3 separate regions of the Mus musculus genome follow, and regions 1 and 3 are each linked to region 2. Evidence: chromatin contacts called from public ChIA-PET and Hi-C data. All regions are on one chromosome and are shown on one strand. Each heading gives the region's core, a stretch centred on a gene start, on an enhancer-like site or on the middle of the called end of the contact. The rest is flanking DNA. Distances are from core to core; before and after follow the strand shown.

Region 1 (2,827 bases), core at 214-2,713, 220 kb before region 2:
CTAAGGTAAAAGGGACATTTTATTGTAGTTTACTTTGCCCTAAGGTTTGTTTTGTTTTAATCCAATAAAAACAAACTGAAGAGAGATGGCATTCCATGTCTATAAACCCTGGCTAGGGAGAACAGATACAGCCTCAGGACAGGTGAGCCCGGACTAACACAGGTAAGGAGGGAGAAAAGGAGAAAGGGAGAGGGGGAGGGGAGCAAAGGGAGCAGGGTCAGAATCTCTCCCTATGGGCATCGAGAGGTCCCCAACTTTTCCAAATGTGATGTAAGAAAGTATTGTGCCCTTAGAGTTTCCCCCCTACACTTGAAAAGGGAAACACAGAAACGAACTTGCCAAGCCCTAGTATCTCGGAACCGTCGGGCACTTGCTATCTGGTGTCTACTCTCCTCTCATCAATCTTACCCCGACTGTTCCACAGGGCCCAGAATGCTGACATCAACTTGGATACACAGGAGGACAAGGCAGTTTTGATCAGTGACTTGAGCCATGAATTAGTAGTTGTTCTTTTATCCTTTGGCAGCTGATAAGCACATCAATTTATTGGAGGATGGGGAAAAAGAAGTTAAGCTGGGAATGGCGACACACACTTAAATCCTAGTTCTATGGAGACAAAGGCAGGCAGATTCTGTGTATGCAAGGCTAGCCAAGACTACAGAGACCTTGCCTCAAAAGAAAAAAAAAAAAAGCAAAGCACTGGGTCCTATGCCATTTGCTCAGTGGTTCCTCAGGTCTCCTGCTCATGCCCACCCAGACTTTACAGAGGGAGGATGGTATTCCTCTTAGAGGTTAAAAAGGAGTGCTGCCTTCTATTTGAAATCTGTCACTCCTCAGCACTGAGTGCCTCTCCCTCATTGGTATAGCACTCACACTACCAAGTTGGTCATTCTTACCAGTTTAAAGCTAAGTTCCCTCGAGTCATCAGACTAACACTATATCAACTCCTAATAGTTCTATGCACTTCTAAGACATTTTTAGTGTGCTATTTTACTAGCTAGCCTCAGATTGGTTTAACACAACCATTTTCTACCTCCATTCTAATCAGGTTTTTAAAGATACTCTTCCACCTGCTCTTTGTGTTTCTCAGCAGTTATGATTGTATGCATGCACACATATGCATGCTTATGTATGTGTTCACGTGTGGGTGGGAGGCCTATGATCAACAGTGTCTTCCTCAATCCCACCTTATTTACTGGCACAGGGTCTTCTCCCTAAACTTACCAACTCGGCTAGACTGGCAGGAGAGTAGGCTCCAGCCTCAATGTAAGGACTATAAGCACACGCTGCCTTGCACTGCTTTTTTGTTTAGGTTTTGGTTTTGTTTTGTTTTTTGTAGGTAAGGAGCTGGTGATCTGAATTTAGCTAAACAGTCTTCATGGCTGCACAGCTGAGCTCTCCTGACCTGCCATGTCATTTAAAACGTGTGTGTGTGGGGTGTGTGTGTGTGTGTGTGTGAGAGAGAGAGAGAGAGATCTTAACTTTCCTTTGTTCAATACCTCATGTCCACAAAGATAACTTCCTGTCATATAAACTCATCTTCAAGCACAATAAAATGTCAGTCCAAGAAATCTGAGGGTTTTATCTGGGGGGGTGGGGGGTATGTGGTGGTGAAGAGATGGCTCAGAGGTTAACAGCACTGTTTGTTCTTCCAGAGGTTCAGTTCCCAGCAACCACATAGCGGCTCACAACCATCTGTGATGAGTTCTCCTGCCCGAAAGAGAGAGAGAGAGAGAGAGAGAGAGAGAGAGAGAGAGAGAGAGAGAGAGAGAGAGAGAGAGAGAGAGAGAGAGAAATGAAATGAAATCTGAGATAGTCCCTTTATCATTTCTATCTGGGAATAGAATGAAACTAATGCATGCCCTACCATTCTCTGGCCTCTTGGTCTTTACATTTTGCTACATGTGCCCTATGTTGGCATCCTTTCTAGTAATGCCTGCATGGCTCTAACTCCTTTGTCTCACAGGAGCTTACCACCTGTCTCAAAACCACATCTTAAGTCCACTCCCAGCCCCATTTCTTTATAGTATGTGCCTATCGACTGTCGACTCCCATCCACACACTTCTACAGATCAAAAATAGTTTAGAGACAGGCAAGGTGGCAACATACCTTTTATCCCAGCCTCAGGAGCCTAAGGCAAAAGAAGTTAAAGGCCTAGGATGCGGGAGGTGTTTTAATGAAGGAGGGGAGTCATCCTGGAAGACAACTCAGTGGGTTGCTGGCCCCAAATTCAATTCCCAACATCGGGGTAAGGAATTCAGGACTAAACTACTGAAATATTGTCCTAGTATCCCCAGTGCTAGTGTATGAAATGTATCTCAAATCAGTGTGTAAAGTCTGACAAGCCAGAGCTCTGTTACTGAGGCAGAGGATTAGACAGGACAGGGCAGTGCACACAGGTGTTCAAGGTCATCTTGAGCCACATACATAGCGTATACCTGTCACAGAAAGGCAAGAACTTTGGGGCAGAGCTATTTTACTAGCTAGCCTCAAATGCACAGGGGCCCAGCAACAGAAACTGGCCAAACAGATCATTCAATTCCCACTCAATTCACTTAATAAATCTCTAAGAGCAACCTTAAGTCAGAAGAGTTCAGCTGACTAATGTTTCCAATACTGACTTCAAATACAAACAGCTAAAAGGGAGAAGCAGAAAGTCTAGTTTTCTCTATTTATCAACCTCAGTTTGGTAACTACAACTCAACAAAACAAAAAACAGATGTTTAGAACGGTTTTTAAAGCAGCACATCTGACAAGGAAATGAGACCTATGCCATAAAAGCAGAGGGGGGTGAGGGTGGGGGCACAAGAGGAAGGCACCAAGGGA
Region 2 (2,700 bases), core at 46-2,545:
GTGATAGAAGGCCACCAAAGTCTGCTCTGGTTCCACACATGCTGTGAATTTTCAAAAAGAGGCAAAGGAAGAGGTTATATTTGCAGTGAAGATGTCCACCTTAACACTCATGCAAGAAACTAACAAAAAAGGAAAAATATAAATATGAAATCTTGATCCTTGGGTTTTAGATTTGATTTATTTAATAACTAGAATTATATGAATTAATTAAACTATCTCCTCAGTACTTGCACATGTTATTAATGTTTGGCATATTTAAATAGTTCACATTTGGAAAATGCCATTTCTAGTTTTAAAAGATTACTACAAAAAAACCCATAGAGAAAATATGAATAATCTTAAATGAATATAGAATCAGTCTCCTATGTATGTATTTCACATCCAGAGATTTATCAGTTGTGGACAGAAAGCATCAAGGGAAAAGGCAAAGTGTCTGAAAAGAGGCTCTGGGATGGCCACACAGGGATAAGAAGCTGAGGCCATCAAGGGAAGGGATGAAACAGACCCCACTATATAGCTACCATCATTCCACGATGTTTGGTCTCAGCACCACTTGTCTGAGAATTACTCCTCAAGTCTTACTCATATACTACATCATAGGCCTATGACGACTGAGTCTGTACTGAACGCATACAACTCTTCTAGTCATTATCCCTAAGCCAGTATGGGGTAAGGGGTGATTAACGCACATTTCCATTCCATTAGGTATCTAGGTAGACTAAAGATGATTTAAAGTATACAAGAAGGTGTGTGTGTGTGTGTGTGTGTGTGTGTGTGTGTGTGTGTTGCACGTAAATACCACACTTCATAAGGAACTTAATCCCTTGCAGACTTTGCTATGCACTTAGACAGTGTAGCAGGCTGTGTAGATTTAGAACTTTAGCACCAAAAAGTTCACGTAAATCTACCTGAACACCAGTCTAGAGCTTCCTGGGATGCCCTCCACCTTTCAGCAAATGAGACTCTGGCCTAAGGGTATCGTTTCTCTAAGAATCTATTAATTAATGCCAATAGCCATCGTCCCTCATCTTCCCGATTTGCCCTCTGACCCCACTTTAGTCCTACCGAGCTCTGTACTTTCTTTGCAGCCTGTAAGGGAGCCAGCTACGGAGCAGCTCCTTCACTACCACCCTGCACCCTGGCCTTGCATCCTAGCCTCTTAGGGCATCACCTCAGCATCTAACTCTCAATGACTTTCTCCTGAGGACATGAACTCTGCACTCTCTCAAACAGTTCAGCCAGCTACACCTCCACCAACCACATCCTCTCTTTAGAACCTGGTTACCCCATAACTGGCACATAACAACCCCAGTTTCAGTGGCCACACCATACCGCACCACACTCCAGTAAGCATGCTTACCTACACTCCCTGTGTAGCATCTCTGGTCTTGGGAGAAACTCTACCCTAATCCATTAGCTGTCTTCTTGCTCCACACCCCACCTTCCAAGTATGAAGTCTAACTGTGAACAGATTTTCCTCCTCCTCAGTCTTCAGATTGCCTAACTTTTATTGTATTTGTGCAGTAAGCGTTTGTGGCTTCACCTCTGCATTTTCTCTGAGCTCCCAGACTTCCGCCATGATGAACTAATTCCCTACAGTGTACTGAAGACACAGGTTTTTCCATGTGGTATTTTAACAAGTTTGTTGCTTATGATAAAAATCCCATAAGCAGAGAAAAGGTTTGAGAATGTTGTGATAACCAGGGCCAGAGGCCCTGCACGCGTGTGAAGCTCACATCACTACAAAGAGTAGACAAAACCTCAATGCGAGGAAGCAAGCTTACAGGGAAAATAAAGGTGGGTTAGAATGACAGCAAGTGCCTGATCGCCAGGCGGGGGAGTGGGCATGGGCAGAGCTCTGAGCTTGCCTTCTAGAAACCTGTCCTAAAACACAATGAAACTCAGGCAGTTCCTCTAGGCCCACTCTGGCCCTGCTGAGACTACCAAGTCAAGTACACACAGCAGTACAACAACATAACTCTACTCTGTATGATTTAGAAATTAACTTTTAATAAAAATACTAAGTTTCTTTGTAAAAGAAGACAGAATCCGTAATAAGTCCACTGTTCAGTTTAATCCTGTATTTGAAATGGGGAGAGGGGTCAATAATGTTTTTCTGCATATGCTATTGGATTTGAAGTATTCCATTTTTTTCTTTTCCTCTGAATCTGGTGGTGTAAGTCTGCTCTCGTCACAAATGCAAACTACTTCACCCCCAGCCCTGAGTCTGAGCTGCTGGTGAGACTACCACTGGCCAACCAGTGGAAGAGGTCAGAGGTCACACCACCCCAGGACGAAGACCAGGCTTCAAGAGACCCATGAGTGTGCTCTTTTACTTGAATGCTTTTTCTTGGTAATTAAAAAGAAAAATGTGTACAGGTATTTGTCTGTATCTGTGCACTATATGGACGTGTGATGCCCACAAACTACAGAGGGTGCTGGATCCTTTGGGCTGGAGTTACAGATGGTTTATGAGCCATCATGTGGAGATTAGGGACTGAACCTAGGTCATCTAAAAGAAATATCAATGTTCTTAAGCTTAAGAAGGTAGCCTACAGCATGAATACTGTACGCAAAAAAGATCTGTGTCCTGGTCAGGGTGGCACAAATGTTATCACGCTGCTCAGAACACCATAGAGTTCAAAATGTATGAAATATTTATTTCTGATACTTTTCATTTAATATTTTCGTACTACTGCT
Region 3 (2,700 bases), core at 127-2,626, 140 kb after region 2:
TCATTACTATTAACTAGGTAGAGCTAGTATAGAGAGAATATATACCTCATGGGGGCCCCAAAATGCGTATATCTGAATCAGTTTACCTCTGTGTTTTTTTGTTTTGTTTTGTTGTGTTTTTCGAGACAGGGTTTCTCTGTGTAGCCCTGGCTGTCCTGCAACTCACTTTGTAGACCAGGCTGGCCTTGAACTCAGAAATCCGCCTGCCTCTGCCTCCCAATTGCTGGGATTAAAGGCGTGCGCCACCACCCCCAGCCTAGCTCTGTGGTTTGTCTGCCATTTCTTACGTGGAATGCTTCCCGAATAATTCATGTCTTTCTTAATTGCTCTCTCAGAGTTTTTTCTTCTCAGGGAAACTTAATGGACAGCAGTGCCAATGTTACCTTTAACCTTCCCAGTAGCACCTGGGTTTATGTTATTATTCTTAATATGAGCCAATCATTGTCCTAAGTGGTCCATATGAATTATTTAAAACAGTTCTCTTCCCAGAACAGCTAAGTACATAGTATTAGTCATACTTCTTAGATAAAGGTTCAGGGAGATTAAAACCTATGGAATCTTCTAGAGCTCCTCCTGAGAGTGATTAGGGTTAAAAAAAGAAAAGAAAATGACTGTCTTAGTTCACTTTGTTCTGCTATGACAGAATACCTGAGCTGGTGTGATTTATAAAGAACAGGGGTCTGTTGTGGCTCCAGAGGCCGGAACCTCAAGATCAAGGGAGGTTGTGTGTGTGTGGAGGGTCTTCTTGCTGGGTCATCCATCCCAGGGTGGAAAGTGTTATATGTTAGGAGAAGGCTTGTCTTTGGATCAGAGGCATCTTCACTTCTCTACTTGCCAGTGATATGAGTAGTCTTTCCAAAAGCTCTTTGGTAGGCATTCGCCCCCCCCTTTTAAAATTAAATTTAATTACTTAGTAATCTTTCGTTTAAAGTTTTTGCATTAGAGTTCACAGGATCAGATCTCATTATGACATTTTTGAACAAAATACTTTTCAGTAGATTCCCCTTCCCTCTTCTCTCCCCCTGCTTTCTTTCTTTGACACAATGTCTTTATATGTACTCTAGATGGCCTTGAACTGGGAGATTCTCCTGCCTGGGCATCCCAAATGCTGGGATTACAGGCATGGACCATCGTACGGAGCTGGCATCCTGCCTCCCTCTCTCCCAGCCTCCCTCCCTCATCCATCATCCCCTCCCCCATTTCTCTTTCTCTCTCTCTCTCTCTCTCTCTCTCTCTCTCTCTCTCTCTCTCTCTCTTTCTCTCTCTGTGATTAACTTATTTAACTTATTCTTTACCCACCCCACTCCCATCCCTAGAAATTAAAGCCTGCACTAAAGAGAAAGCTGTGTTCTGCCTCTGATATGGCCAGGACACCAGGTCAAGAGGGCGCCCGGGAGCCTGGCCAAGTCCCAGGGGAGGGTGTGCAGGCCATGCAGCCCTCGCATGTTGAGAGTTGGCTCTCTGCCTTCCGCACCCAGACTGTTTCCACAGAGGCAGAACCAGGAGCATCTGCCTGAGAGGGCAGGCCAGCTCTGGGCTTAACATTTTCTTTTAAGAATTCTTTATTTAAATATTTGGTCCATTAAAAAAAAAGCTCGTTGACTTCATTTTGTGCTGGAAACATTCTTTCTGTATTCTGAGTGTAAAGCTCTGTAAGCATTGGTACCAATCTGTACCTTGCTTTTCTCCCCTTCACAATATCTTTCAAGTAGCAAAAGGATGGCTTTTGTTGTTGCTGAAATCTGATTTATGTGTCTCTTTTCTTTCCTAGGGGTGCGTCTCTCTGGGTCTTGCCTAAGAAATCTTCCCCTTTCTCATGCCGTGAAAGGATTTTCAGGAAATTTTACCTCAAGAAATACGTTGGTTTCATTGAAGTTTTCTGACTTGGGTCAGAATTTTGCTCATTGTTTTATGTCTGTTATGGCCAAGCATTTGAGGCTAGCTTCGACTGAATGAGACTGCATTTCAAACAACAACAACAACAACAAAGAGCTTTTGGCGGTCACAGGTTTTGGGGCTCAAGCTGAGGTGGTCAGGCTTGGGGGAATCATATCTTTTCCCTGGTGAAGCTGAGCCTTTTGCCTGTCTTGTAGTGATTACTTTTAATTGCCAACTGACAATCTAGAAGCAGCTGGGGAAAGAGTCCCGGTGAGGGATTGTCTAGAGCAGGGTGGCCTGTGGGCGTGTCTGTGGGACATTATCTTCATCATATTAACTGCAGTGGGAAGCCCCGCTCACTGTGAGTTGACAGGATCCAGACTTGTGTGACAGCAGGGAAGTGGGACCGAGTACCGCTGGGCAGACATTCACTGTTCTCTGTTCCTGGTTATGGAAGTGATGAGGCTATTTCCTCAGAGCTCCTAATTCTGATCTCCCACAATGATGGACAATAATCTAGAGGTGCGAGCTAAATAAACGATTTCTCCACTTGGTTGCTTTTACCAGGGAATTTTTATCAGATCAATAGAAACTTCAGACAGGCCTAACTTACCCTGATCATCTTTATCCAAGCCTGGACTTTTTATCATTGCTGCATTGGTAGGAAATTTTATATATATATATATTGTATATAGGTTTTTTGTGGGCTAAGGTACTTGGTATTTAAGGTATGTTTATTGACTAGATATGGTGTGTAGATATCTCTATAAATGTAACATAAACCCAGCATTGCATCATCGTATTACATTTTAATAAGAATTT

The links. A called contact is a pair of places that touch in the nucleus more often than the background predicts. ChIA-PET counts read pairs in DNA pulled down with a chosen protein or histone mark.
Region 1: an RNA polymerase II ChIA-PET map of memory CD8 T cells shows a contact between it and region 2, with 15 read pairs. The contact joins two enhancer-like sites. A contact is called at or near these places in 1 of 115 datasets of contacts at active chromatin or transcription factors (memory CD8 T cells) and 3 of 9 other capture datasets (adipose tissue, liver and pancreatic islet).
Region 3: a contact with region 2 is called in a Hi-C map of uterus, with 2.8 times the contacts expected there. The contact joins two enhancer-like sites. A contact is called at or near these places in 3 of 484 Hi-C or Micro-C datasets (liver, nephron progenitors and uterus), 4 of 115 datasets of contacts at active chromatin or transcription factors (embryonic stem cells and liver) and 2 of 9 other capture datasets (adipose tissue and embryonic stem cells).

Annotation. Positions count from the first base shown.
Region 1 is chr6:140,656,332-140,659,158 of GRCm38.p6, reverse strand. It overlaps a transcript of Aebp2 not described here. Among named protein-coding and RNA genes, the nearest start is that of Gm30215, 22 kb to the left of the region's middle. Within about 2 kb of position 1,463, at least 22 of the 459 cell types and tissues checked have an H3K27ac peak or open chromatin away from gene starts, as enhancers often do. A contact at or near this core is called in memory CD8 T cells, where this site is marked.
Region 2 is chr6:140,439,531-140,442,230 of GRCm38.p6, reverse strand. All of the region lies in intron 3 of Plekha5 (pleckstrin homology domain containing, family A member 5), which reads right to left. Among named protein-coding and RNA genes, the nearest start is that of Plekha5, 17 kb to the right of the region's middle. Within about 2 kb of position 1,295, at least 11 of the 459 cell types and tissues checked have an H3K27ac peak or open chromatin away from gene starts, as enhancers often do. A contact at or near this core is called in memory CD8 T cells and uterus, where this site is marked.
Region 3 is chr6:140,299,372-140,302,071 of GRCm38.p6, reverse strand. No RefSeq gene overlaps it. Among named protein-coding and RNA genes, the nearest start is that of Gm38917, 15 kb to the right of the region's middle. Within about 2 kb of position 1,376, at least 23 of the 459 cell types and tissues checked have an H3K27ac peak or open chromatin away from gene starts, as enhancers often do. A contact at or near this core is called in uterus, where this site is marked.